Regions from separate parts of the Oryzias latipes genome. Here region 2 is linked to region 1. Evidence: chromatin contacts called from public Hi-C data. All regions are on one chromosome and are shown on one strand. Each heading gives the region's core, a stretch centred on a gene start, on an enhancer-like site or on the middle of the called end of the contact. The rest is flanking DNA. Distances are from core to core; before and after follow the strand shown. Region 1 holds the start of LOC101161269 (protein fem-1 homolog A-like). Region 2 has its middle 11 kb from the start of LOC101170052.

Region 1 (6,161 bases), core at 2,343-4,842:
AGACCTTCTTTTTCCTATTTCACCCTCTTGCATTAATGTTTTACCAAACATAAAGACTCTTTTAAGTGTTTTTCTATGTTCACACAAGGCATATGACGCACATTCTTGATGTTTAGCTAATGCTGTTCACACTGGACTGCCGCTGCCCGATACTAGCACATGTCCGCCACCTACTTTTGGAAGAGGCTAAGTATGAAATGTCAAAGTGCTGCAAGTCTTGCTCCAGGGTTTTCCTTTCACAGCTCTTTTACGATGAAAGATTTGGCGTCATGTAATTCCAGGCGAGCCCAAAACTATGAATTTCTCCACCTTGATCAATTTTCAAATGGTTGGCAGCACTTCCGTGAATTAAAGGGACCACACCCACATCAAAATAGAGTTGCTGATTGGTCAGGGTTCAACTGGTTTAACTTTCAATGCACATTCAGGGGCCGAGCGTTTTGTAAGTAGATCCAGAAAACGGTAGTAGAAACTTTTGAAATGTGAACGAGTGAGTTTTGAATGCAGAAGACTGAAACGTGCATTTACGCACGTTCACATAGAATTTTCATTGGAAGTGGCTGCTTAAAGACTCATCGCCAAGGACGGTGTGAACGTAGCATTAAGATTTGAGGCTTTTTACAGAGACTAATAACCTGATCTTAATGATTTTCCTGTATGTTTCATTAGACAATTTGTCTCTTCACCAATTCTATAGCAAATATATTTATTAAATTGATTAAATCCGGTCCTACTATGTGAACCAAACCTTACTGTCTGCATTAGTTATTGAGTAAATTGGTCATTTAATTTACACTGGTCGGGATTTGGACAGCTTTAGGCAAGTCAATGATCAGTTGGTGTTCTGGTAATAGTCTCTGACTAGGAAAATTAAGCACTTGGGTCTATACTAAGCTGTTGGGATCCTCTATGGACGTTTACATTTTAATTCCACAAAGATAATTAATATTTTAATGAGTGCTCTGTTAAAACTAGTTGAAAATTACTTTCATGCACTAAAATGAAGAATAGATTAATCTTTCTAATAAAAAAAAAAACATTCCCAGATTTTGTCACAATAATCTGTTTTCAATGAGCTTTTTTTTACCAGTCTAATAATTTAACAGGTTTTAAATTAAAAAGTTTGTTCTTAAGTTTGAGAACAGTGGCACAAGGGTGTAGCGGCTGACATTTGAGATTATCTGATCATTTCTTTGCATTTAGATGTCAGCATTTATGCAGACCTTGTTCATTTTTCAACCCCAGCACCCTTTTTACTCTTTATTTCATACAATTTTTTGTATGTTTTGTTTTGTTCTTTTCAATAAACCTGATGCTGCAGAATTGGCAGATCCCTATATGTTAAAGGTTATTACTTTCCCACACAATAGCAGCTACATTGTAGACTTTTGTTTGCAACCTGTTCTTTCCATAATAAAGTTGTTTTTGTTTGTTATTTTCATAAAAGCATCATCTTTGTTTTTCACTTGTAATGCTTCTTTCATTTAAAGAAGCAGCATCATACATTTCTATAAGTTGCTGCAATTGACATACAATCTAAAGCAATGTAAAACAGGTATATCATTCGCACTTTCCTTTATTACTGGAAAAATAGTCCAGAAGAGAAAACAAAATGATTGTTTACGATACTATGAAGCCTGGTACAATCCATGATCAACTATTAACAGCAGGTGATGTTATTTGCTCACAATCCAGGGAGGCTCATGTCTATGAGACAGAAGTTATTTTTATCTTTACTCAGCCTGCAGCTTCGATTGAGACTCACTGATACTTAAGACTCCCATGAAGAGCCTGTAATAGCTTTGGGTGGTTTCTTGTTTTAGGGAACCGTGTGAGCTATATAAAGAACCAACACCATTAATTTTTTCTAGTAATTAAATGGAAATTTAGCTTAAGTCATCATCATCTGAGGATTGTGTTTGACTGTGTTTTTGTTCTATGAATAGCTGCACCACTAAAAATGTGCTTTGCCTTATTGAGATAGGCTTGCAAAACAGGTTTTCAGACTATTTGTTTTTTATGAAAAAAGTGGCAACAACCAGTCCTTTAAAATGTGAATGCATGCAGACTTACCATTTAACATCCAGGCTGTAAAGTCATTTCCCTGTCTAATGCTGAGAATTCAATTTCCGGTTGGCCAGAGATGCAATAGCAACCTAAAGTATCGGCTGTCAATAATGTATTTGTCTATAGGGATTTTTTTTTTTTTGATGAACATAAAGATTAATCTTGCAAATATCTTCTGCTTGGTTAATAAAAAATACAGTTATAAAAACAAACACATTTTAAAACCTGGTAAATAAAGGACAAAGTGTGTTCATTTGTCTGAGGATGCTGACATAGTAGGTATCTTACATTTTCTAAAGAATTAACTGAAGATACAGATGGCCTGAAAAAACAACAAAAAATAAATAAAATAAAAGGTCATTAAAACGTTTTTAAAAAGTAATGTCAGCATTTTACATGCCTTAAAATTAGTTACATTTATACAAAATGTTACATTAAATGTTAGTTACATTTAGATGTCCAATTTTAAAGTTGGACAACCTCCATATCCTTTAAAAAATGAATAATATTAATCATATTTCAGAGCATTACATTTTTACAAGTATATACATATTTGTATATTCTATTGACCTTTGACTTGTTTTGTTTTGCTTTTCTTGAATTTTAGTTTTATTTATTTGTTTTTACTCTGCCTGATATAACCTTTAAAAGGCCCTGCATTGTTAGATTTACAATTGTTGTCATTATTTATTTTCTTGTCTGTTGTTCTGTTTGTTTTATTCTGGCTGCAAATACTCAGAACTTGTTTTGTTGCTGTTTGTTGATTCACTACGAGTGAAGCCATGTTTTGTAATGCTCAATGGTTCGATAGAGAAAAGGGTTTAAAAAAAGAAACTTAGGCAAATCAAATTTCTTAAAGTCCCACTCTGAGGAAAATTGCTTTGGAGGACATTTGTAAAGACAATTAAGCTTAAATTGCATTTCTGAATATTTCTTTACCGAAATCTTTGTGAATCAAGAAGGGAAAAAAACGCAATTTAAAAAATATATGTCACGTAGAAACACAAGCTCCCTGCTCTGCTCCTTTCTGATGCAACCACTTGCAGATGATTAGATTCATGTAAGTCTTTAGCATCTGGCTCAGAACTGTTCAATAGAATAGCTTCAATATCGCTCACCATTTTTGTTGCACCAGTAATGTTAAGTTGGAGGTTTGAGGGTCTGTAAGCTGGCAGAAGAGCATGTAAAGCTCTAATTTGTGGGTGTTGGGAAGAGGAGTTGGGTTGCTATATTGTATATTATATTAAATATTATATATTATATTATATTATATCCCCTAACATTTGAAGTGACATTTCTATTAAATTGTGGTAACATGCTGTATTTCTTTCCAATATGTGTACTTTGTTTTTGTTTTTTTAAGGATTTCATGTATATTTCCGGTACGAAATGATACGAAATTGGTCAGATTTGCATTCGTTTCATTTGTATGTAAATTGCTTTGGTCGTTTGCCACATGTGAAATTGAGTGTGTGGTGTAAATAACTAAAACATGCCCTAAAATACATTACCCACAATGCTTTGTTGAACGCGTCAACAGCGACCTGTCAAACAACAGAAACGCCATCTTGACAGCACCCTCAAAATGGCAGGAAGATGTGAGCCCGAAACGGAGTCCCCGCAGCGACACCGCAACTCTGAAGCATAAAATAGGACTTGTTTTCCCCGCAGGCGGACGGTTATGGGGTTGTTGAGCGGCGCCGCAGCACAAAGCCTCTAAAATGGATATAAACACGGCGGTTTTCTGCGCGGCCAGAGAGGGTAAGCTAAAACTTCTCCAGAAGTTGCTGAGCAACAAAAGTCCAGAGGAGCTGGAGGTTTTGGCCGGGGAGAAAACGCAGGGAGGCACCGCATTGCTGATCGCCTCCCGGAACGGACACTTGGAGGTGGTGGACTACCTGGTGGCTCACTGTAAGGCGAACGTGGAGCTCGGCGGCTCCGTCAACTTTGACGGGGAGACCATCGAGGGGGCTCCGCCGCTGTGGGCGGCTTCGGCCGCCGGTCACCTCCCGGTGGTGAAGACGCTTCTGAAACACGGCGCGTCGGTGAACAACGCCACTCTGACCAATTCTACGCCGCTCCGCGCCGCCTGCTTTGACGGTCACCTGGAGATCGTCCGCTACCTGGTGGAGCACAAAGCCGACATGGAGGTGGCCAACCGCCACGGTCACACCTGCCTCATGATCTCCTGCTACAAAGGCCACAAGGAGATCGCCAAATTCCTCCTTGATCGAGGTGCGGACGTGAACCGCAAAAGCGTGAAGGGGAACACCGCCCTCCACGACTGCGCAGAGTCCGGGAGCCTGGAGATCATGAAGATGCTGTTGAAGTGCAATGCCCGAATGGAGAGGGATGGCTACGGAATGACCCCCCTGCTGGCTGCAAGTGTCACGGGTCACACTAAAATCGTGGAATATCTCGCCCACCAGCCTTGGACCTCCAGAGAGGAGCGCATTGATGCTCTGGAACTGTTAGGAGCCACCTTTGTGGACAAAAAGCGAGATCTGATGGGGGCCATTAGGTACTGGAGGAGAGCCATGGAGCTGAGGCAGCCAGGGGACCAAGCCGGACCGCTGGCCAAGCCTCCACCCGGACCCCCGATCTCTGCGTATGGCTGTGCACAGGAGGTGAGCTCGGCAGAGGAGCTGGAGGCTTTGATCACAGACCCAGATGAAATGCGGATGCAGGCTTTGTTGGTCCGGGAGCGCATCCTCGGGCCGTCCCACCCAGACACCTCATTTTACATCCGCTACAGGGGCGCTGTGTACGCCGACTCTGGCAACTTTGAGCGCTGTATCAGCCTGTGGAAGTATGCCTTAGACATGCAGCAGAGCAACCTGGATCCTCTGAGTCCCATGACGGCCGCCAGCTTCCTGTCTTTTGCAGAGCTTTTCTCTTTTGTTCTTCAGGACAGGTCCAAAGGCACGCTGTCGACTAGCATCACCTTCCAGGATCTGATGACTGTGCTGGTGAAGAGCGTGAGGGAGGTTGAGAGGGCCGTGGCCCAGAGGGATAGCCCCCCAGAGGCCCCCCAGTTCACCAAGGCCCTCTACATCATCCTCCACCTCATTTTTTTACTGGAGAAGCTGGAGTGCACGCCGGAGCAGGAGCACCAGAAGAAGCACACCGTGTACCGGCTCCTGAAGCTGAACCCCAGAGGTCGGGGCGGCTTCACTCCCCTCCACATGGCGGCGGACAAGGAAACCACGTCGGTGGGCCGCTACCCTGTGGGCCGCTTCCCCTCGCTGCCGGTGGCGGCGCTGCTCCTGGAATGCGGTGCAGATGTGGATTCACGCGATTGTGAGAACAACACGCCACTGCACGTCGCAGCGAACAATAGCTGTCCGGAGATCATGGCGCTGCTCATGAAGGCCGGCGCCCACTTTGACACCACAAATGCACAGAAGAAGATGGCCTGCGAGCTGCTGGACGAGCACAGCGGCGGGCACCCGGCTCTTTATACTTTAAACTACATCACCCTCCAGTGCCTAGCGGCGCGGGCGATAGAGAAGCACAGGCTGCCTTACAGAGGACTGATATCTAAAGAAATAGAGGCTTTTATTGAGCTGCACTGAGACGCATCAACACACATTGACACAATATGTCAATCGTTTGCCCGTCTTTGTCTCCGCCTCTTGCTTGTACCAACTTTGACCAAAAATCACAGCAATAAAAGCCTCTCGGCTTGCGTCTCCGGCGAAAGGTGGCTTCAAAAGTGAGCGTAGCTTCCTGTCAAAATAAAGCGTTGGTTGGCTTTTCCTGGCTGATGGTGCTCATGTGACCGCTCAGCCATACGATAGGGGAGCATTGTCACTGATCCTTTTGAACAAAGTAAAAATGAAGGGGAAACTTTGACTTATTTTCAGATTTATTGAGTTGGGGAAAACATTTTTTTTTTTCAAAAAAGCAAACTTCCTCATTTATTTATTTAAATCCGCCAGCAGGTATTTCTTGTCTGGTTCACCCATGGAGCTAAAACGACTGTGCCATACATTCTTTTCCTGGAGGTAAACTGATGAAGACGTATCGCCTTACACTGCGGGCCGAGGTCATAGTATCAATAACTGCAGTTTCTTCAGATTTCACACTGTGAT
Region 2 (6,161 bases), core at 2,011-4,510, 150 kb after region 1:
GGGAAAAATGTCCCCAGCAGGATCAGAATTGTCTTCAGGTTTAGACGTACACTATATAAACAAAAGTATTTGCTCACCTGCCTTGACTCACACATGAACTGAAGTGTCATTCCATTCCTAACCCATAGAGGTCAGTATAATGTCTGTCAACCCTTTATAGCTATTACAGCTTCAACTCTTCTGGGAAGGCGTGCTTTCCACCACTGCATCCGACACTTTGCATTGCACGCATTGCACTTGGTGATGTGTGGCTTGGATACAGCTGCTCGGCCATGGAAGCCCATTCCATGAGGATCTCTGCGTACTGTACTTGGGCTAATCTGAAGGTCACATGAAGTTTGGAGCTCTGCAGCAATTGACTGTCCATAAAGTCTGCGACCTCTTTGCACTGTACATTTCAGCATCCGCTGACCACTCTCCATCAGTTTAAGTGGTCTGCCACTTGGTGGCTGAGTTGCTGTTGTTCCCAAACTCTTCCTTTTGTTATAATTGAGCTGACAGTTGACTGTGGAATATTTAGGAGCGAGGAAATCCATTCCCCAATGGATTTGTTGCACAGGTTCCATCCTATGACAGTTCCACGCTGGAACTAAACTCCTGAGAGCGGCCCATTCTTTCACACATTTGTAAAAACAGTCTGCATACCTGTCTGCCTGATTTTATGCAACTGAGGCCAGGCCAAGTGATTAGAACACCTGATTCTGATGATATGGATGGGTGAGTGAATACCTTTTGTAATGTAGTGTAGTTACTTAGCAGACACTTTCATCCAAACTGTCAATAACATGCAAAAACCCTGCAGGTTAAGTCACATGCCTGAGTCAATACAAAATGGATCAAATACAATAATAAATTAAAAAAAAGGTACAAAGTAACTCAATTTTCTGACTTTTCTTGAGAATTTCAAATAAACCGAATGCCCCTTGACGCAGCAACAAGAAAATATCACAAACATTTTTAAACGAAGTCTGTTTTGTAGAAAGACCTGGACATTTAAAAAATAAATAAATGTTCCATCAAATTTACATTTACATTTACATTATTTGTTAGAATTTTTTTCTTTAATTTTTGTGTAAACATTTTACATCATTTTTATGCAACACCTCCCTAAAAAGACGTGAATTCAGCATTTTCAACATTGTTGTTCACCTTTCAGCATATCCCCTCAGGGGATTCACAGTGAATCAGCTTTCACTGATCCGGACCAGCACAGGGAGTCCCAGACTCGGACCCCCTTGCAGCTATAGGCAGTAGCACAAAGGGTCTTATCTGGTTGAAGCTCATCACGCCTCCTGGGAATTGAACCCCGGTTCATGCACCAGTCCTACACGCAGCCAATTGAGCCATCCAGCTACAGAATTCAGCATTTTCTGCATTTCCCCGATTCCTTTGACCTTTCACTTACAATCTTGTTTTGACATTATAAAAGTAATTTTTTATGATGTGTGGGATTTTGAAATTCCTAGAAAGTAAGTTACAATCTGCATAAAAAGTGCTGAAGAAAGAAATATGACTTAACTGTTGAAAAGATTGTGTTTGTCTTTGAGGCTCAGATGGTCTAGATAAAAAATTGTTCATCTTCAAGTGTTTGTGGATTTCCCCCAACCGCAAAAAGGTCAAAATACATTTGCTGAAAGGCTTTTAGGCACACAGTTGGGTTTTTGCAAGGCAGAACGTCAGAATGAATCCACAGCAGGCGGTTTCAGTTTGATGATGATAGTTGCAAGATTTATGAAGTTGATAAATCATGGATGAAATTTAAATAATCCTGTATAGGACATGAAACAACATTTATGGAAAAAATGAGGAGGTAAATTTGATTGAAGGTCATGTCGTTGTGAAGACATTATGACTTTTCATGATTCTCTGTAAAGCTTTTATTTATTAATTAATTTTTACTTGTCCTGTCCAACAGCTGGGCAGACAGATGAGAGCTGAAGCCCTCTTGTGTTGGACATATGTTACTTTAACAAGAGGGGTTATGAATCTTCTGACAAACCAGAAGAATGTCTCTGTAAAGCTTTTAGTTTGAAGTCTTCAGGCTGGATTGGTCACAAATCTTCTGTTTATCATCAGCGACAAAAAGCTGAAAGTACACAACTGATGACAGAAACTTATGAGGCCAGAACAGTCTCATAGAAACTGGGAGTGGACGATCACGTCTGCAGATCCACTCTGGAAAACTTGTTGAATAGAATAAACGGAATAGAATACTCCACAAAAACAGATGACACAATAAAAGGGCCAACACGGTTACCCTTTTATGAGTTTTTCTATTTTTGGTGTTAAAGGTTGATTTTAGGGAACTTTTACTATATGATTAGAACTGCAGTGCCTTACAAAGTAATAAAAGCCATAGTGACAGAGTCATGATGAGGGGAAAATACCTCCAGTGGAAATGTTGCTGAAACTGTGCTGTTCTGCAATCATGAAGTGTTTGCATTGGTTCAGTTTTGTGGCACAAGAATGAAAATTCAAGTTCATAAAAATAAACATGCAAAGAAAAGATGATGGCGCGTTAAATGTCTGACTTACTGTGATTGCACTGTTGTGAAATGAATATTCATGCATTTCAGGAAATGATCCCTGGGAATAAATACCAGAAATGCAGGCTATTCCAGTTAAGTTGCTTTCTTTGGACCTCTTTTCATTGACGCTTTTCAAATGTGGTACACTATTGTGGATATGTTAGGTCTCAGTTTTCCTGACTCACACCGGCCTGTCTGCTGGCCTCTCTTTTTCAACAACTCAGCCTTTCTCCTTCCCTGTCTTTTCATTCATTTCTATCTGGTACAGTTTGAATGTGCCCTTTGCACGTCAGTGGTGAGGCGCGGTGAAAGGGAGGCGAGGTTTCCATTGCTCTAACTAGGTCAGCGAGGACACGCCCCTCCTTTGACTGCACCCTTGCTTCCCAACCCCTCCTGTCTCCTTTTTCCTCTGTTCCCTGTTGTGACGCAATGCAGACTTTTCTGCACACCTCCTGGATCTGACAAACGCACCGCTGTCTTCCATTTTCATGGCTGAGTGACTGTTAAGTCCTGTAAATCGGAATCTGGCAAACATACGTGACAAAAACAACTTGCACTTCCAAGGGTGACAGTCAACAGTGATGAATCAGCAGCAGCCATGTGGATGTGTTGATCAGCCAACATTTCTGTGATTTGGACCAACTCTTTGTTGTGATTGCATAATGCCTTACTGTTACGTATTGGGTCAAGCTGCAGTGAGGATCTTGAGCATTTGCGAGAGAGGGGGTCCGTGTTGCCCAGCCCACAGAAATAGTGAAGCTGTGTTTGCTTAGGAGGCCTCTGTCGATACAACTCCTGAAGTGCCCTCTTACGCAATATAAGTGCTCATCCGACCCAACAGAAAATCCAAATTCCATTCATCTGCATTATCAAAAGCATGAAACATGCTAAACTTTTTAAAAACACTTTTTGACAATAAAAAGTTCAAGTAAAAAAACAGCCAAAGTGCAAATTCCAAGTATTACATAAGCCTGACTTGTTATAACACATTTCAGACACTGGATGTCTCTGTTTCTGCTAGCTCTGCTCAGATGAGTCATTTGAGAGGTTATATATGAACTGAGCTGCCAAATGTCACCCAATCCTGACTCTCAAATGTAGTGTTTCTCTAAAAAGGTAAAAAAAAATCTTTACATGAAAGTAGATTCATTTTCAGAAGCAGCTCACTTTAACAGTGTAGTGGTATAAGGCACTAAAAATATTGGTTGTGAAGATATGAGAATGCACAAATCAGTGAATGCTATAGGGCATCTCATCAAATTACCTTGATTATATCATTTGAGGAATAAGAAGAGGGAAAATGTGGGAATGAAGGGAAATTAGCTCAGAATTAGATAGTGAAAGAAGGAAGGAATGCTGTGGGTGTCCAGAAGTGGCAGTAAGACAAAACATTTGGGTCATAGGGTCAAAGACAAAAATGAAAAAACAATGAGATGAGAAAAGAAAAGTGATAGCTTTGAACAGCAAAATGGGAACAACCCATTTTTTCTGCTGGCCCTGTTTGGCGGCCTTATTATCCTTTGGATTATAAATGTCATTGTGTTGTCACTGCCCATGTGTTGTTGCATGTGTGACGCCATGTGCGTTTGGTGGGTGCGTCCGAGTGCTAATGTGTTTGCATTCACACTCACTTGGGCGTAACTAGGTCAGGCTCACATGGTGAAGCACGCTGAATCACACCGGCAGTAAACACATCACGGTTGCCATGGAAACACGCCTTTGCATTTACCACATCTTTGCATTGCATACATTTCTATTTGCATCAGATCGCTGGTGTAGAGCCGGCAGAGACACAAGCCTCTCCAAACCAAGACAAACCCAATAAAAACAACTGATGAGCTATTCATGCCAAACGACACAACCTCAATCAATCATGACCGGCTTTTGTACAACTTAATTTGAGGTTTTGGTTCTGTGGCACGCGTCAGTTCTGCAAAGTCCACCCTTTGTTTGACATATCCGTAGGTGTGGATATTTAGCCAGCTTTGTGAGCAATACAGAGTAGACGTATGAAACAGGGGAGGGAGTTAAAGTGAGACGCTGAAAGACATTTGCTCCTGATGCTGTTCATCAAAACAAGTCCAGGCACAGAGCAGAAAATTATCCTCCAAAGTAATCCAGCACATGAGTCTCTACAGGCCATTTACATAATCAAATTGTCTTAAGGAGCTATTTCGTGTCTAAAAGTGTCTAAGTCTAAGTCTAAGTGTCTAAAAAAAAGCAGAAAAATTCTTCTGTGGCATTTGACTGCCTGTGATGCAGTTCTCCTCTCACAGATGCTTAGATTTTGGGTTTTGATCTGTAGAAGCTGTAAAACATTTGTGTGTGCGTGTTACCTGTGTGTGGATAGATTTGGCTGTTTTATCCTAATCTTTCTGTCGAATTACATCAAAATTAGTGGATTTGCAAAGATTTTGGCTCCATGTCTGTAGTTGCCTTCATGCCTTCTGTGTGTAAACTGCAATTAACAGCCATCAACATGAGAAAAATAGCATTTACTAAGAATCCTGATTGATGGCCACTCTGCGTCTGTTAAAATCTTGTCTTTTACTGAGTTTCTCCTTGTCTGCAGGTGCTTAGTCTTCCTCCCACAGTCTAAAATCATGCCTGTCTGGTTGGTTGATTGATTATCATAAATTACCTTTAGGAGTGAGTGTGCAGAGTTTGCCGTGTCTCTTTGGGGTTGGTGGGCTGTCAAAGGTTTGCCCAAACTTTTGCCTGATGACAGCTGGCAGAGAGCTGCTGTCCCCCAGGCAACCTGAAAACGATGAAGTGGGTACAGAAAACAGATGGATGTGAAATAATACTCTCTCAGTATGAGATCTGGATTGTTTTTCTCTGTGTGGTGTGAGCATGTTCTCACTGAAAGAGACCAGATAATCCACCATCATCAAAGTTTAACTTCAACACAAAGAGTGTAAAAAAAAAAACAGATGAGCGCAAATAACTAAAATGTATAATATGCGGTACTCTTGCTTGTTGAATTGTTGCACTGTACAATATACACTAGCCAGGTTTGCATATCCCATTTTTTCTGCACATCACATTCTGGTTTTGCTCACATTTAACAGTATTTATATTTGAAGGCAGGCTCTGTATGATATAAAAATGTAGTGCTGGTGCCGTACCTCGATTTAGCCAGCCCCACTATGGGATGAGGATAGAATATCAGGGGGAGTGGTAAGAATTTGGGTTGCCAGATCATTTCAAGCCCTTAAAATGCTTAAAAGACCATCCTATCATCATATCAGTTCATCTATTCATAAATCTATCTTTTCCTTTTATCTATTTTTCTACTGAGACCCTCTGCATTTACCGGGCTTGGGACATGCACAAGCAGGACACTGGTTTGTGCCCTGTTGAGGCTGCATTTATCTTATTTTTAAATATGTCTGTCTATTTTTCTGCCTGTCTATCCGTGCATCCTTGCTTTCTTGGCCTTTTATTTTCTCCTAATTTTGTGCGTGTGTGAGTGTGTATTTTTTGTTGTTTGTTGTGATTTTCTCTGTTTTTTTTTAATTCATTTATTTATTTGTAATTTATGTTAACGTAGTTAATTTGGGATTTTTGTGAGGCATTGACTTTGGGGGCTGCCGGCCACAACATTTGGAGGGGCATTGCCCCCCCTTGCAG

The links. Hi-C and Micro-C count contacts between places; a contact is called where the count stands out from the background.
Region 2: a Hi-C map of embryo shows a contact between it and region 1, with 1.8 times the contacts expected there. The contact joins the enhancer-like site here to the promoter of LOC101161269 in region 1. A contact is called at or near these places in 3 of 5 Hi-C or Micro-C datasets (embryo and fibroblasts).

Annotation. Positions count from the first base shown.
Region 1 is chr17:22,107,004-22,113,164 of ASM223467v1, forward strand. LOC101161269 (protein fem-1 homolog A-like) reads left to right here and starts at 3,593. Exons shown (of 1, transcript XM_004079178.4): 1 at 3,593-6,161. The coding sequence starts at 3,789. The coding sequence ends at 5,642.
Region 2 is chr17:22,260,586-22,266,746 of ASM223467v1, forward strand. No RefSeq gene overlaps it. Among protein-coding and RNA genes, the nearest start is that of LOC101170052, 11 kb to the right of the region's middle. Within about 2 kb of position 3,261, at least 4 of the 8 cell types and tissues checked have an H3K27ac peak or open chromatin away from gene starts, as enhancers often do. A contact at or near this core is called in embryo, where this site is marked.